Regions from separate parts of the Mus musculus genome. Here all the other regions are linked to region 2. A link is a contact called in public Hi-C and HiChIP or PLAC-seq data. All regions are on one chromosome and are shown on one strand. Each heading gives the region's core, a stretch centred on a gene start, on an enhancer-like site or on the middle of the called end of the contact. The rest is flanking DNA. Distances are from core to core; before and after follow the strand shown. Region 1 has its middle 3.0 kb from the start of Gm13497. Region 2 has its middle 22 kb from the start of Rbm43. Region 3 has its middle 30 kb from the start of Rnd3. Region 4 overlaps Gm13497 (predicted gene 13497). Region 5 has its middle 32 kb from the start of Gm32360.

What was found. A called contact is a pair of places that touch in the nucleus more often than the background predicts. HiChIP or PLAC-seq counts read pairs in DNA pulled down with a chosen protein or histone mark.
Region 1: a Hi-C map of uterus shows a contact between it and region 2, with 3 times the contacts expected there. The contact joins two enhancer-like sites. A contact is called at or near these places in 3 of 484 Hi-C or Micro-C datasets (nephron progenitors, tail fibroblasts and uterus) and 1 of 115 datasets of contacts at active chromatin or transcription factors (embryonic midbrain).
Region 3: a contact with region 2 is called in an H3K27ac HiChIP or PLAC-seq map of embryonic fibroblasts, with 9 times the contacts expected there. The contact joins two enhancer-like sites. A contact is called at or near these places in 3 of 484 Hi-C or Micro-C datasets (embryonic retina and liver) and 1 of 115 datasets of contacts at active chromatin or transcription factors (embryonic fibroblasts).
Region 4: a contact with region 2 is called in a Hi-C map of uterus, with 6 times the contacts expected there. The contact joins two enhancer-like sites. A contact is called at or near these places in 1 of 39 promoter capture datasets (the 3T3-L1 cell line) and 10 of 484 Hi-C or Micro-C datasets (the C2C12 cell line, the HL-1 cell line, adipose-derived mesenchymal stem cells and 4 more).
Region 5: a Hi-C map of embryonic fibroblasts shows a contact between it and region 2, with 6 times the contacts expected there. The contact joins two enhancer-like sites. A contact is called at or near these places in 2 of 484 Hi-C or Micro-C datasets (embryonic fibroblasts and uterus), 1 of 115 datasets of contacts at active chromatin or transcription factors (fibro-adipogenic progenitors) and 1 of 9 other capture datasets (embryonic stem cells).

The regions. Positions count from the first base shown.
Region 1 is chr2:51,237,486-51,240,185 of GRCm38.p6, forward strand. No RefSeq gene overlaps it. Among named protein-coding and RNA genes, the nearest start is that of Gm13497, 3.0 kb to the right of the region's middle. Within about 2 kb of position 1,331, at least 33 of the 459 cell types and tissues checked have an H3K27ac peak or open chromatin away from gene starts, as enhancers often do. A contact at or near this core is called in uterus, where this site is marked.
Region 2 is chr2:51,911,594-51,914,293 of GRCm38.p6, forward strand. No RefSeq gene overlaps it. Among named protein-coding and RNA genes, the nearest start is that of Rbm43, 22 kb to the right of the region's middle. Within about 2 kb of position 1,283, at least 29 of the 459 cell types and tissues checked have an H3K27ac peak or open chromatin away from gene starts, as enhancers often do. A contact at or near this core is called in embryonic fibroblasts and uterus, where this site is marked.
Region 3 is chr2:51,177,851-51,180,780 of GRCm38.p6, forward strand. No RefSeq gene overlaps it. Among named protein-coding and RNA genes, the nearest start is that of Rnd3, 30 kb to the left of the region's middle. Within about 2 kb of position 1,436, at least 8 of the 459 cell types and tissues checked have an H3K27ac peak or open chromatin away from gene starts, as enhancers often do. A contact at or near this core is called in embryonic fibroblasts, where this site is marked.
Region 4 is chr2:51,275,379-51,278,078 of GRCm38.p6, forward strand. The region is part of intron 1 of Gm13497 (predicted gene 13497); the gene reads left to right. Among named protein-coding and RNA genes, the nearest start is that of Gm13497, 35 kb to the left of the region's middle. Within about 2 kb of position 1,368, at least 8 of the 459 cell types and tissues checked have an H3K27ac peak or open chromatin away from gene starts, as enhancers often do.
Region 5 is chr2:51,055,130-51,057,829 of GRCm38.p6, forward strand. No RefSeq gene overlaps it. Among named protein-coding and RNA genes, the nearest start is that of Gm32360, 32 kb to the right of the region's middle. Within about 2 kb of position 1,407, at least 70 of the 459 cell types and tissues checked have an H3K27ac peak or open chromatin away from gene starts, as enhancers often do. A contact at or near this core is called in embryonic fibroblasts and uterus, where this site is marked.

The sequences.
Region 1 (2,700 bases), core at 81-2,580, 670 kb before region 2:
CTGGGTAATAGGGCCTGCTATAATCAGAAGTAGGGCGGCCCACAGGCTGAGTCTGCTAAGAAAGAATGTTCGCTTGGCTGCAGTAATCACTGCTATGTGATCGCTGCCGTGGTCCGACACACGTACAGTACTCAGATCAGATGCTATATTTCCCTCGCAACTTTGAAAATAGTTTGGACTTTTGCCCGTGTTTTGGATAAGGGACTGTGGATCTAGGCCACAGAAAGAGAACGTTGATCAAATGGAGGTGGATCCCACCCATCCCAGATCCCTTCACTGTGGGAAAGTGGGGATGAACTGGCTTACAAATAACTCACTTCTCTTTGGGACAGTTTGTTTCACTCAGGGCTGAGGAAATCGTGGTTTCAGGAAGAGACGGGCCCATGTGAATTTCAGATTCTGAAATCTCTAGCTGCTCTGTTCATTCATCCGAAATGTCCACTGATGCAGACAACAACCACAACCAGCCATCCACTCCTTCAATAAATATTCATTGTGTACTTGCTATGCTAACATTAAGCTGTAAGTCTAGAGATGTGGATTCGAGCTGATTGCATGCACTTTAGAAAAGCATTAGGCATCTCTGAATCTCTCTCTTTATATATATATGTATATATATATGTATATATATGTATATATATATACACACACACACATATATATATTAACAATCTAATGGTATACTAAAATTTATACTTGTGCATTATAAAGAGCTTCTGGGCTAATTTTTTATACATACAAAAATTACCATATACAGCATAATGTGGTATGGGCATCCCAGGATGGCTAAGACACACGACCTATTTTACAGGAGCAAGAGGATGGAGAAGTAACACAGACACACACCAGACGATGCTGCGTTTTTAATCACTGATGTGCAGCATCGTGAAACATTTGGAAGAGAAACTACTCTGAATCCTTATTAAAGAAAATACGGAAGGGGGAGGGGGAGGGGGAAGGGGAGGGGGAGGGAGGTGTCTGGAAGGGACTTCATCTGAAACAGCTGCCCTGCTAAATCCCCGTTTCAAATCGCCTGTTAGCTGATCTGACTTAAGACTTTTTTTTTTTAATCAAGAAACAAAATCTGTGGGGTTTGCCAGTTCAATTCATTTGCACATTCCACCCGGCTACATATGGCAGGGCTGAAATGATCAAGTTTCCTTCAGAGCATTATCATAAATCACAGAGATTCCAATGTGTCCTTCGCAGCTTTAAGTTTTCAGAACCATCATGACTAATGAAATATTTATTCAAAGACCTTATAGCCACTTGCACTGAGTCACGTTCCTTATAAGAGACTTTGACGGAGAGCCCATCAGGAAAGCAGCTGGAGACCCGGCGCTGGCCCCACCCCCACCGTCTACTTTTGGCCTTCACATCTGCCACCTTCAGGTTACCAAATGGCACCCTCGTAAACTCTGAGCACCGGCTTTTGCTCAACTTAACAGCTTTCAATTGGAAACACATCAAACTCTGCAGATTCTTCATAGGAGGAAAAAAAAAAAAGGAAAAAAAAAAAAAAGAAAGAGGCTTCCTTGAGGTTTTATTGCTTCGTGAAATTTATTAGGTTACAAATCAAGTTAATTTTTAGAGTACCTAGTAATTTTCCTGGATGAGCTCTAAGTTTTTACTGATGATAAAGCTGAACAGGCAGGATCAGGGTGCTTGCTTGTAGGCTGTGCATTGGCCAAGTGTTCGCAGAAGGTGTGGATGAAGCCATTTGCTGCAAATGGTGAGGGGCTGGGCTTATGTCTAAAGCTGCCCTGGCCTGATAAAATGTAGGGATGATGAGGTAGAACGTTGCCCATAACAAACGTGCTGTGTTGCATGGCTGTTCCTTCAGAAGCAAAGTCCATTTCAGCAAGGGTGCACCTATAGACTGAACCTTATGTAAACAATGCTTTTAAAAGTGTACATATACCCATGGTACATTTCATCTAATTAAAACTTTAAAAAAATTGTTGACTGATGCTACTTTTAATCCCTCCATTACAGATTGGGGAAACTGAGGCTCAACGAAAGTAAGCAACTTGCTCAAGTGATGGATTACAGTTGAAAAACAGAGTTAGCTTAGCAATGTGATATATAATTATAATGAAATATTTATTCAAAGACCTTATAGCCACTTGCACAGAGTCATGTTCCTTATAAGAGACTTTGACGGAGAGCCCATCAGGAAAGCAGCTGGAGCCCCCGTGCTGGCCCCACCTTCCACTTTTCCCTTATATAATGTAATTTTCCTTATATAATGTAATTTTTCCTTATATAATGTAAATGTGTTGGAGCTAGTTGTTTTGGGTGATCTCTTGCTAAATTTCTCATGTATTGCCTTCTGTGGGAAAGTCTTCTCCACAGATATAATGCCTTTTCTGTATTCGCAGAGTTTGTACTACCTTCCCCTCTAACATTGTAGTATGAGCTAAAGGTAGGAAAACTAGCCTGGATTTCCGTTTTTGTTCTCGATGATGTCACAGTTCCTACTATAAACCATACAATCTCAACATGTGATTCTTTCTTTCTTAGTAGGTTGAGAGTTTTCACTGTTCCACTTATAGGTAGCATTCACATGGCCCTTATTGCTCTGCTTGGAGTTTTGGAGGTCAGTATGAAATGAGATTCACTTGAACTCAACATTGCAACATGTGGTCTGAAAGCCAAGACAGCTAATTGAAGAGTAGCGAGTAGACAGCATGCTACATG
Region 2 (2,700 bases), core at 33-2,532:
ACAAAAGTGCTCATCTGCAAACACCGGCTTTTCTTCATGAAGAATATTCTGTAGAGAACGACTCAAGCGCAGAGCATGGAGCTACAATATGAGGAGGACTTTTCCCAGGCTGTGAAACCCGATGCTGTCATCCCAGCCTGGTTTTGACCTTGCTTGGTAGAAGGTGGTATCTTTACCCCTTCCAGGACTCCCTGGAATGCATCTTACCCAATCCTACCGCCAGCCCCACCACTGCGGAGGAGTAGAGAAAGCACTTCTTGAGATGCATATGTTCTCTGACTGCAATGACTCTTGCCTCAGAAAGGCCTGTGATGGCCTCACCCATTCCTGTTGAGATCTGGGACTTTGAATTGATGACATTTTATATTTTGGGTTGAGCCTTTCAGAGGCAAGTAGGAGGGGATGAATATATCCTGCGTGAGAAAGGGAAATAAATCTTTGGTGGTCAGAAGTACACTGTGGTAGGTTGAATAATGGTTCAGAAAGAATCCAGCGCTAGTCTTCAAAGGCTGTAAATATGCTACCTTATAAGGCAAAATGACTTTGCAGATGTGAACATGCTGTGAACTCTGTGATAGAGGACTTATCTGGATTATCTGAGGGCACCCAATGTAATCACAAGATTTATAGCATTAAAAGGAAACTTTCACAGCACCCCCCCCTCTCCAAATGCACTCTTTAAGACATCCTGACTTGAAAGGTTTCTGTTAAGAAACAGTATAATAACCATTGATTTCAAAAAACGAAGCTTTTTTTCCCCCACTGAACGTACTTTAAAAGCATTAAAATGCAGCTGAGCGCTCTGAGCTCCTATGATTAATTAAAAGATTGCATCTGGATATAGAGCATGTGTGTGTAAGAACGGGATTTCTCACGCAGAGCCTGTTCCTGGTACCTTCTCAACGCCATCCATCCTGCGTGTAGAAGAAAACTAATCCCAAACTGGACGTCTCTTTCCAGAGGGACTGGAACCTAACGTCCAGGATCAGAAAGGCGTCAGCAGTAGTTTAGCCTGGAGTTTCAGTCCAGGTATCCCAGAGAAACAGAACAGCCAACCCGCCATCTTCCTTCTCTGGACCAGACCGCAGAGGCCATCAAGGTAGGAAGACCCGAGGAACGAAGAGTGGCTTTTTCTTACAGTGCAGAAGGACATAGCACAGTTAAGGTTTTCTTTCTATCCTGAGCAGAAGTCTTGACAATAAACATCTGGAAGCTTGTCCACTATGAATTGCTTGGGTTTCTTCTCCTCTGTTTCCCTGAGGCCACAGTGACATGATACTGTAAGAATTCCCCCCACCCCCTCTTTCATCTGCTTCCTTTCCACTGACAGCTCATAAAGGATGGGCCGCACTGGGAACGAAAGCTTCCCAGTTATTTTCTTAAAATACCAGGGGAGTTTCAGCTCCACAGACCTCGGACTGGATGCCAGAGAGAACATTTTTCCTAAGTCGTGGCAGCTTTGGTGCCTGGGGCTCCACCTGGATTCCCACACGGCCCTTTAAGGCCCGAGCTAATAGCTTACTAAGTCTTAGGAGAAAGATCCAGTAACCAGGTGGAAAAATTAGATAAGAGGCTTTTCCTGCTTGTTGTCTTTTTGCTAATAATGTTTTTTTAAATGCCTGTCATGTATGAGTTTTATACGAAGGTCCAAATTCTTTTTGTTGTACTTAGTCTTGTTTAAGCAAAATTTCACTGACTCTGCTTTATAAATACTAACATGTTGTATAAAAATAAAAAAAAAAAAACTTAAGTATATACCTGATACCCACTTAAGGCATAGGTTCTGGGTCAGAACACAGGTCTATTCAAGTCCCGACCCCACATTCCTAACTACCTTTTGTGTGTATGATGCTGGGGGTGGAACTGTGCGCATGCTAGCCATGCATTATACCATTGACCCACACCCTAGCCTTTCACCCTGTTGGGACCCTTTAAAAGCCTAGATGTGTCAGAAGATTTAAAAGCCAGAGTAATTATTCTCCTATTGGACCTGTGGAAGCTGCAAGTATCCTAGAATTCTCAAGGCCGCCATACCACACCTGCCATAGGTGTGGCCCGTCAGAAATGACCGAGCCATGGAGCTAAGAAGGCCAGAGGGAAACCTCCAGGTATGACTTCTGTTTCAAGAGAGGCTTGGGGGTCCATTTGAGAGGCAGACCCGGGAGCCCCTGCAGACTTTCATCAGACAATGTGGCTATTGTTTACAAGGATACAAGAGAAGAACAAAATGGACTTAAGAGATTTTTGACCTAAGATGACACACTAGATCCATCAGCAAACTCCCACCACCCCCTGCATGCCCTGACTCCCACTCTGCAATTCTGCTGTGGAAAAAGGAGATATCCCAGACTCTCTTGGGTTATGTTTCTGATAGTGAAATACCAGGGAAGTCTGGCATAAATGATGTTCATTTCTGACATCTAGAAAAGAGGCTCAAACTAGAAATTGAAAGTACTGGAGTATGGGGGGGGGGAGTACTATTTTCTTGTACATCTGACTTTGTAAGCTAAGAAAGGCATATCATATGTGTGTGTGTGTGTGTGTGTGTGTGTATAAAACAAAATTTTAAAGTATAAATACACATTGAAATATATATAGTACATTTTCATCTTCCCTTTCTCTCTCGTGTGTGTGTGTGTGTGTGTGTGTGTGTGTGTGTGTGTTTAGCACACACTGCATGTGTGGTGATCAGAGGGTTCT
Region 3 (2,930 bases), core at 186-2,685, 730 kb before region 2:
ACCAAACCAGAAATTCCAGTTTCCAGTCTCCAGTCTCCATGCATTTACTAGAGCTGACATCACTTCTGGGAAATAGCACATTGATGGGGGAATTCTCCTAAAATCACCATGAAAGAGTACATGTAACATAGGAAGAGGCAAATGATATTTTCTTCTAGATACTGGGTGCATAATATTGATATTCCTGGACTGTATAAACAACACTGTGAACAACTCAGATTTTATGGCTAATTTGGAGGATGAGTAAATGGTCAAAGAATTTTTTTTTACCTGCCAATATCAAGGCATAGATGATGATCAAAGCAAAGCCATTCTAGCTGTGAGTTTTAATGTTCCGCCTGCATCTCCTAAAGCAGATATGCAGATATGCGGGCGTGTTTATAGTAGTAGTTCAAGAGATTCCTGTGGTCCTTTCTAAAATTATTCTGTAGAAATGGTTACTTTAAATCACTTTAAAAAAGAACAAGAGCAAATGTGAAGGATCATCCCAGAAGGTCTGAAAACTCCATGGGTTTTATTCTTGAAGTTGTAAGAGAGGGGTCTGAGAAGAGCATGGGTGCAGACGCTCTGTTGTGTGACCACTTTATCTGAGAGCACCTTGATTTTTTTCTTTGCATATCACTGATGTGCATAGCTGCATCCGTATCACACTTCCCTTTGCATTTGCTTCACTAAACTGTATATCATGCTCCTGATAACTCCGTTAGAAAAAAAACCAGAAGCTTTAGATTTTAAGTATTTTTATGAACAACAGATATTAAACGCCTATACCAGTTACTCTGTTCCCATCATGCCTTCACTAGCTTTCTCTACTACAATTCAGAGACAGGCTATCAAGAGCCATATTCACTGTCTAGACTGGCAGAATGCCTTTACCTCCCTTCTCCCTCCCTACCAACAGGTTCCATGCGTGTTGATCTCACGCTATTCAGCAGCCTCACAGGATACCCAGTTGGTCATCTTCACATTCTGTTGCCTGTCTAATAATTACTATATTAAAATTATTATTATTTATTAGCATTAATATTATGCCTATGGTATGTGGGTGTGGGTGCACATGTGGAGGTCAGAGGGCAATTTGAGGAGTTAGTATCTCCTTCCACCTTTTCTGGGGTTCTGGGGATGGGACTCATGACACTTATATGGTGATAATGGCTTGCTCTGCAAGTGTCTTTTCCAGCTGAACCATCTTGTGACATACTATATGCTTTTGATGCCGGCTTCAATCTTCTGTGCTCACAAATGGGTTTAAATACACCTTATGTTAAATGACACCTTATTTGTCAACACCCAGTATACCACACTGTAATCTCAACCTTCATACTTTTACCAGTCAACCGTCTTCATTTCTTTACATATGCCTTTTCCCTAACTCTCTGCTTCCTTGAGGTGAAGGACTGACTCATCACTGTGAGCTGCCCCAGGCTTCCCTTCCTACACAGCTTGGGACACAGGCTAACAAGAAGCAAAGCCAGAGTTTATTGCCTGGCAAATTCTGCCTTTCCTATGACTTTGAAGCCACTAAAGGTTCATCATAGAAAGTCTGTAGCTTATAAATTGGTTCTACGCCAGAAATAACTTCTGGGTTTGGATGAAACAGAAACTCATCAAGCATCTGTGGAGATGGAGCCACAGAGACACGGTTTTGTGATCCTGTGAGTGTGATAGAGATACTGTGTTGAATTGCCGAATAGGAGGAAGGGGCAGAGAATGCTGGAGGAGGGAGGGAATAAGAATCTCTCTGGCATCTGCTGTGGTTTTATCAAAATTCTAAAATTGAGGTTCATTTAGGATATTGTCTATGTTTCATTTTTATTTCCAATTGTCCCCAAATCATTCTGTATACTTCTCACTCCTACTCTCTACCCTCTGGGTCACTTTGGCTGTCTTTTACCTTCTGCAGTTAATGACAATACTGCAGGGGTGGGTGGTGACAATGGCCACATGCAGAAGCTGACAGCAGCCCTGATTGTACTCTTACCTGCTTGGAACGGAATGACTAATAGCATTTTAAATTCCTCTGTTATTTGGAATGTGAAGTCTTCCCACACAGCAAATTACACTAGTTATAGCCTTTGGAGGTTTTCTCTTTACACCCTAGACCTCATGTTCAGAATAGGAAGAAAAAATTCTTCATGTGTATGTGATAAAGCAACGATTTTGTGTGAAGGTGAACATTGGTTGAGGAGGGAGGAAAACCTGTGCCTGACATCCTGATGGATGAGTCTGGTTTGAAGTTAGGAATGTAGAGAATGTGGGGAAAGGTTGCGGCTTCCATACCATTTTTGTCTCTATTTCAGTCTTTGCAGCTTAAATAAATAATCCCATGAAAATCTTGGGTGGAGAATGTCACCCTCAAACTAGTTTTCTTTCTCCGTACACAATCCTAGAAACTCGATTATGTCAATTCGGTAAGGTTTATGTTTCCTTGTTTTCCCTAGGGAGTTTCACGCTGTATTCTTTGGGAATTACCATGCAGTCATGAGCGAGAACAAGCCTCAGACACCAGAGGACATTGGTGGCGGCTTCTTTAGTCCTTAAGAAAGAATATTCTTGGGGTCAAGGACATGAGAAAAGGAATACCTGAACTACAATGATATTGCCTTCATGTTTCTTCTTTATAGCTAATACAAATAAATATATGCAAAATCAGATAACATATGTAATATGCTATATATTAAAATTTATATGCAGATGTATACATGCCTGAATAAATACTCGTGCTTTATTGCTACATGTCGTACAAAATACATGCATGTACATATGGACCAACAAAATGTTTGTGTATAAGTTAAAATATGGTTGCTTCTGAAACATCATGACTATATTAACATCATGTTTGAATGGAAGTTAATCTAAAGGCCTGACAAGAGGTCTGTTTTCCAATCTTTCAGCTGGAACAGCTGAGCAAGCACGTTCCCAGCACCCCT
Region 4 (2,700 bases), core at 118-2,617, 640 kb before region 2:
TGGCAGTCTCTACATGGTCCATCCTTTCATCTCAGCTCCAAACTTTGTCTCTGTAACTCCTTCCATGGGTGTTTTGTTCCCAAATCTAAGGAGGGGCATAGTGTCCACACTTCAGTCTTCATTCTTCTTGAGTTTCATGTGTTTAGCAAATTATATCTTATATCTTGGGTATCCTAGGTTTGGGGCTAATATCCACTTATCAGTGAGTACATATTGTGTGAGTTTCTTTGTGAATGTGTTACCTCACTCAGGATGATGCCCTCCAGGTCCATCCATTTGGCTAGGAATTTCATAAATTCATTCTTTTTAATAGCTGAGTAGTACTCCATTGTGTAGATGTACCACATTTTCTGTATCCATTCCTCTGTTGAGGGGCATCTAGGTTCTTTCCAGCTTCTGGCTATTATAAATAAGGCTGCTATGAACATAGTGGAGCATGTGTCCTTCTTACCAGTTGGGGCATCTTCTGGATATATGCCCAGGAGAGGTATTGCTGGATCCTCCGGTAGTACTATGTCCAGTTTTCTGAGGAACCGCCAGACTGATTTCCAGAGTGGTTGTACAAGCCTGCACTCCCACCAACAATGGAGGAGTGTTCCTCTTTCTCCACATCCACGCCAGCATCTGCTGTCACCTGAATTTTTCATCTTAGACATTCTGACTGGTGTGAGGTGGAATCTCAGGGTTGTTTTGATTTGCATTTCCCTGATGATTAAGGATGTTGAACATTTTTTCAAGTGCTTCTCTGCCATTCGGTATTCCTCAGGTGAGAATTCTTTGTTCAGTTCTGAGCCCCATTTTTTAATGGGGTTATTTGATTTTCTGAAGTCCACCTTCTTGAGTTCTTTATATATGTTGGATATTAGTCCCCTATCTGATTTAGGATAGGTAAAGATCCTTTCCCAATCTGTTGGTGGTCTTTTTGTCTTATTGACGGTGTCTTTTGCCTTGCAGAAACTTTGGAGTTTCATTAGGTCCCATTTGTCAAGTGAAAGTCACTATTATTTCCAATAGTGTGACATCAGGCAGAACCTACTCCGGAGGCATCTAGGACTTTGCTGAAGTCCCTCAAGGAGCTACCACTGGGGGATGATTTCTGAATCCCAGGCTGTGATCTACCAACAAAGCTGGCTTGATGAGTACTAATGACAGTGGCCTGTTATTCAGAGTGATGCTTGAAAAGGAAGCAACTAGTTAGACAAAAGATGCAGAGTGCAAGGAGCCTAAAGCCCTACTGCCCTTAAGGCCACACTAGCTTGCCTTCAGGAAGCCTTTCTTGGGCATTCTTTCTAATATGTACTCTGATATGCCAGTCTACTCTGCATTGCTAGAATAGCTATAAGGGGTTAATCTTCCTCCTTCCTAGCCAACCCATGAGATTCTTCATTTTCCACATTCTTTGTTGCTTAAAAATGTCTGGTAGCTGCTCATTGCTTGGCAGATAGGATCCAAATTCTTTGGTGAGGCGCTCATTCTCTGCAATATTCTGTGAGAGCCTGATTTTTTTTTTTAACTTTTTACCCATTCTGCATTGGAAGAGGCACACAACACTTCAAGGGTACGCTACATCTAGTCTTCCCCCTTTGTCTTATGATGTTCCTGCTACCAAGAGTCCGTACTCACTTCCAGCCTATCTCTATGGCTGCCTCATATCCAGGTACCTGATAGCCATAAGACAAAAGCCTGCTCTTTCTTAGGTTGGCATTTCAAATCCAGAAATACACACACACACACACACACACACACACACACACACACACACACACACACATAAGATTTGTCAGTAGCAAAATGATCAGGCCACCTACTAAATATTTGCTTCTCAAGACTGTATAGGACTTATTCTTTTTAATGCACTGTATTGCGTTTGGTGCAGTAGGGCAGTTAAAAAGGGTAGTAGATGGAAAAATACTTAGCATATCAGGTGGTGAGAATATTTGGGATTTAGGAAGTGGTGGGTGCAGAATGTCATGAGTACGCTCTTTCCTCCTTTACATCATCTTGCTACTGAATTTTAACTTCGTAAGAATCCTCTCAGAGAACAAGTTAGTGATTAAATGAATTCTTACATATTCCTTGGGTTTATCTGCCAAATTGGAATCATGTCTTTCTCTTTAACTTCTTGCACTGTGCAGGAGAGAGCCACACTGTCGTGTGAATGCAGTTCTGTTTCAGACTGTTTCAGACTGTTGTCTGAATGCATCACTGGACTCTGACTTCCTCAGCTTTCCCTCCTCTGATGAGAGCTCCCCCTCTTCTGATGAGAGCCCCCCAATAGGTGGGGATTCTTGTGCCCCTTGCAGCCTTGGGTCACATGGAAATCATGGGAATTACTCTTTACATTCTCCTATCTCCAATCTGTAAAATCAACAAGGAAGAAGGAGCTTGTTGGCCTCTATCTGCCTTCTGATTCTTCAGGGGAGCTAGTCTGAATCCACTGTGGCTGTAAATAAATGCCCATTGGAGACACTCCTCAGCCACCAGTGCCTGTGAGCTTTGCAATTTACCATAGAAGACAATTTAAAATGGCATTTAAACATAATATTCAATAGGGTTTAAGCTGTGATTGTGAACAGAGTCATTATACCTCGCTTGACCCTCCAGCTACCATGAATGATCAGCCTTTGAATATGGATGGAACGGATGAGCCCTTGAGCTATGCATGCAGCCTTGTTCTTTTACCTTGCATTCTGCAAAATG
Region 5 (2,700 bases), core at 157-2,656, 860 kb before region 2:
GCGTGGTGGCGCACGCCTTTAATCCCAGCACTCGGGAGGCAGAGGCAGGCGGATTTCTGAGTTCGAGGCCAGTCTGGTCTACAGAGTGAGTTCCAGGACAGCCAGGGCTACACAGAGAAACCCTGTCTCGAATAACCAAAAAAACAAACCAAAACCAAAAAAAAAAAAGCAGGAAAATACAAACTGATGATATTCATTTTTAAAGGGCAATGTTTCCTATAAGGACAGTTGAAATAAACCACAGCCTTTTAAACTGAAATATCAACATCAAATAACAACAGTATCATGTGTTGGAAAGAATGTTTAAGGAAACACCACCTCAGATTGTCTTATAGGGATGAAATCTGATAGTAGCTTTTAAAGCTGAAGTTGGGCAATTGCCACAAGAATGGCAGAAGTAATCAAAGCCTTTGTCTCCGGTATCTCCACTCCTTGGAGTTTATCCAAACAAAACAAGCGGAAAAACGGAAGCAGATAAATGTGATGAAGGTTCAAAATCCATGCCCTAAGTAAAACTTGAACATGTAAAACTTGGGCTGCTAAAAGAATTAGCCTGGTCCACACAGAGCAAGTCCCAGAACAGCCAGGGCTACTCAGAAAACCCCCATCTCAAAATTTAAAAATGTAATGACATTTTATTTCAGTAAAGATAATATTTGTAAACACTATTTAATGTCTTAAAAATATTTTGCACACAATGGTAAGAACCCAGACAAAATGTCTAAGTTCAGTATTGGTTTGCAACCACAGGGAAATGCACAGAGATTCTTTCATGATGAGAAGTAAATTATGATTTTTAAAGATATCATTAGCCAATTGTAAAGTGACATATCTTTTCTATGACATATCTTTTCCATTCTTTCTTATATTCTTCTATGTCTTTCTGCCCTGAAGTGTTTTTCTTCTCACGAAATATGTAACTTTGTAAAGATGTAACCTCTGAGAAACAACAAATAGATTTTTTTTCTTCTGTCCTTTGAAGATGGAGGAAAAGTTCTGGGCCAGTGAAAGAGGGAGCTCTGGGTATTTCCTTTTCCCACCAGACTGAAACAATCTCAGTAGAATGTTAACAAGCACGGCTGTCTGTGTGTAACATTACCTCTTCCACCACCTCGGCCTCACCCCACCCTCTTTTTATGTTGCTTAGTCATGCATCGTTTCAGAGGCCATGAAATCTGGCTCAGGGGTTTGCTGCCAGAGAGTTGGAGTGAAGTCTCTTGCTTCCAGAGGAATTAGTTTAAACCAGCCATGAAGAAAATGAAGACAGGCATACAGGCAGAAAAAAAAAAAAAAAAGTCAAGGTCCAAACTCCAAATTTCATGTTGACCAGGAAATGAAGGGAGGGACTTGAAGAGCGGATGTCACTGTGGATAGATAGCACTGGTGTGGAAGACCTTTGGTCAGAGGTAGAGGTGTGCTCACCCACAGCTGAGGGACTTCTCCCTGCACCCAAAGGGATTCCGGCTACATCTGGTTTGGGTCCACCAGGAATCATGAGGCTGACTCTGTAACAAGTAAACTATAATTCCCCGAGGAATAATTCCAGGCATTTTGACAATTCTGAATTATGTCGCTGTTAAAGCTTGGCGACCTTTACCATACATCTTATTTTATGGGTAAATTTGTCAGCTTTTTCTGTAATTACAATTCCACTCTCTAGCATTCAGTTCTTTTATTTTTCTTACAGAGAAACAACACCTTCTTCTCCACCCCTCTTTTATGCGACCCTGATTTCTGTTGGAGAGATTACTGTAGTTTTGAAAATGAAGGCTTAAATGTTCGAATCTAGCCCCTCCTCCAACTCCAGTTTGAGGCCTTAAGGGTATCTTCTTAGAGAAAATCTGTCCTGTGCATTTGCTGGTAGGAAACAGTCAGCTAGATCCTTGCTTTGCAGGACTAAGCCATCAATTCGTAGGACTTAGGTGCAAGCTACTGCTGGCTCCTTCCTCATGCAGTCCCTCAGGGCTCCTGCCACAGGCTCAGCTCTGATAGTAACCCATCCCACATTCCCACCGGTTCAGGTTTCAAAGACTCCATGAGGTAATTATATCTTGATTAAGACATCTCTATCATTTAGCTTGAGATCATGAAGACACGCTGGAGCCAGGCACAGTGGTACCTATCTGTTGCACCCATGACAATGGAAGGAGACCAGAAGTTCAAGGCCAGCTTGGGGCTACAGAGCATAAATCTAGCTCAAAAACAAACAAGCAAACAATGCAAAATCCCCACAAGGACTAACAATATTTCCTGTCACAAAATATGTGGCTTCTATTGTTATGTTTAAATGTCAAAGCAACTGTGTGAAAATGGTCATTTTAATGGTGGCTTAGAGTAGAACCTGTTAGGTATGGTGTATTTCTGCAAAATGTGTCATGGTTGTGCATCTCTGAAGGCACAGGCAGTACAATACACAAAAACAAATTAACATCAGGGCATACTTTTAAAAAAAAAAAAAAACTTTCTGTCTAGAGTGTGAACCTTGCCAGAAAGAAAGCAAATGTCGCTGTGCGAAGATACAAGAATTGGAAGGCTTTAGACTTCTTCACATCAGCCAGGAGAAACTGTATGACACAGGACTACCTGATAGGCATTTATTTAAATCTGTAACTCTGGAGTCAGCTAGACTTTCATTCCATTATTAAGGACTGAAGTTTTAAAGATAGTTTTAGACCTAAGTGATTTAAAAAACAACAAACA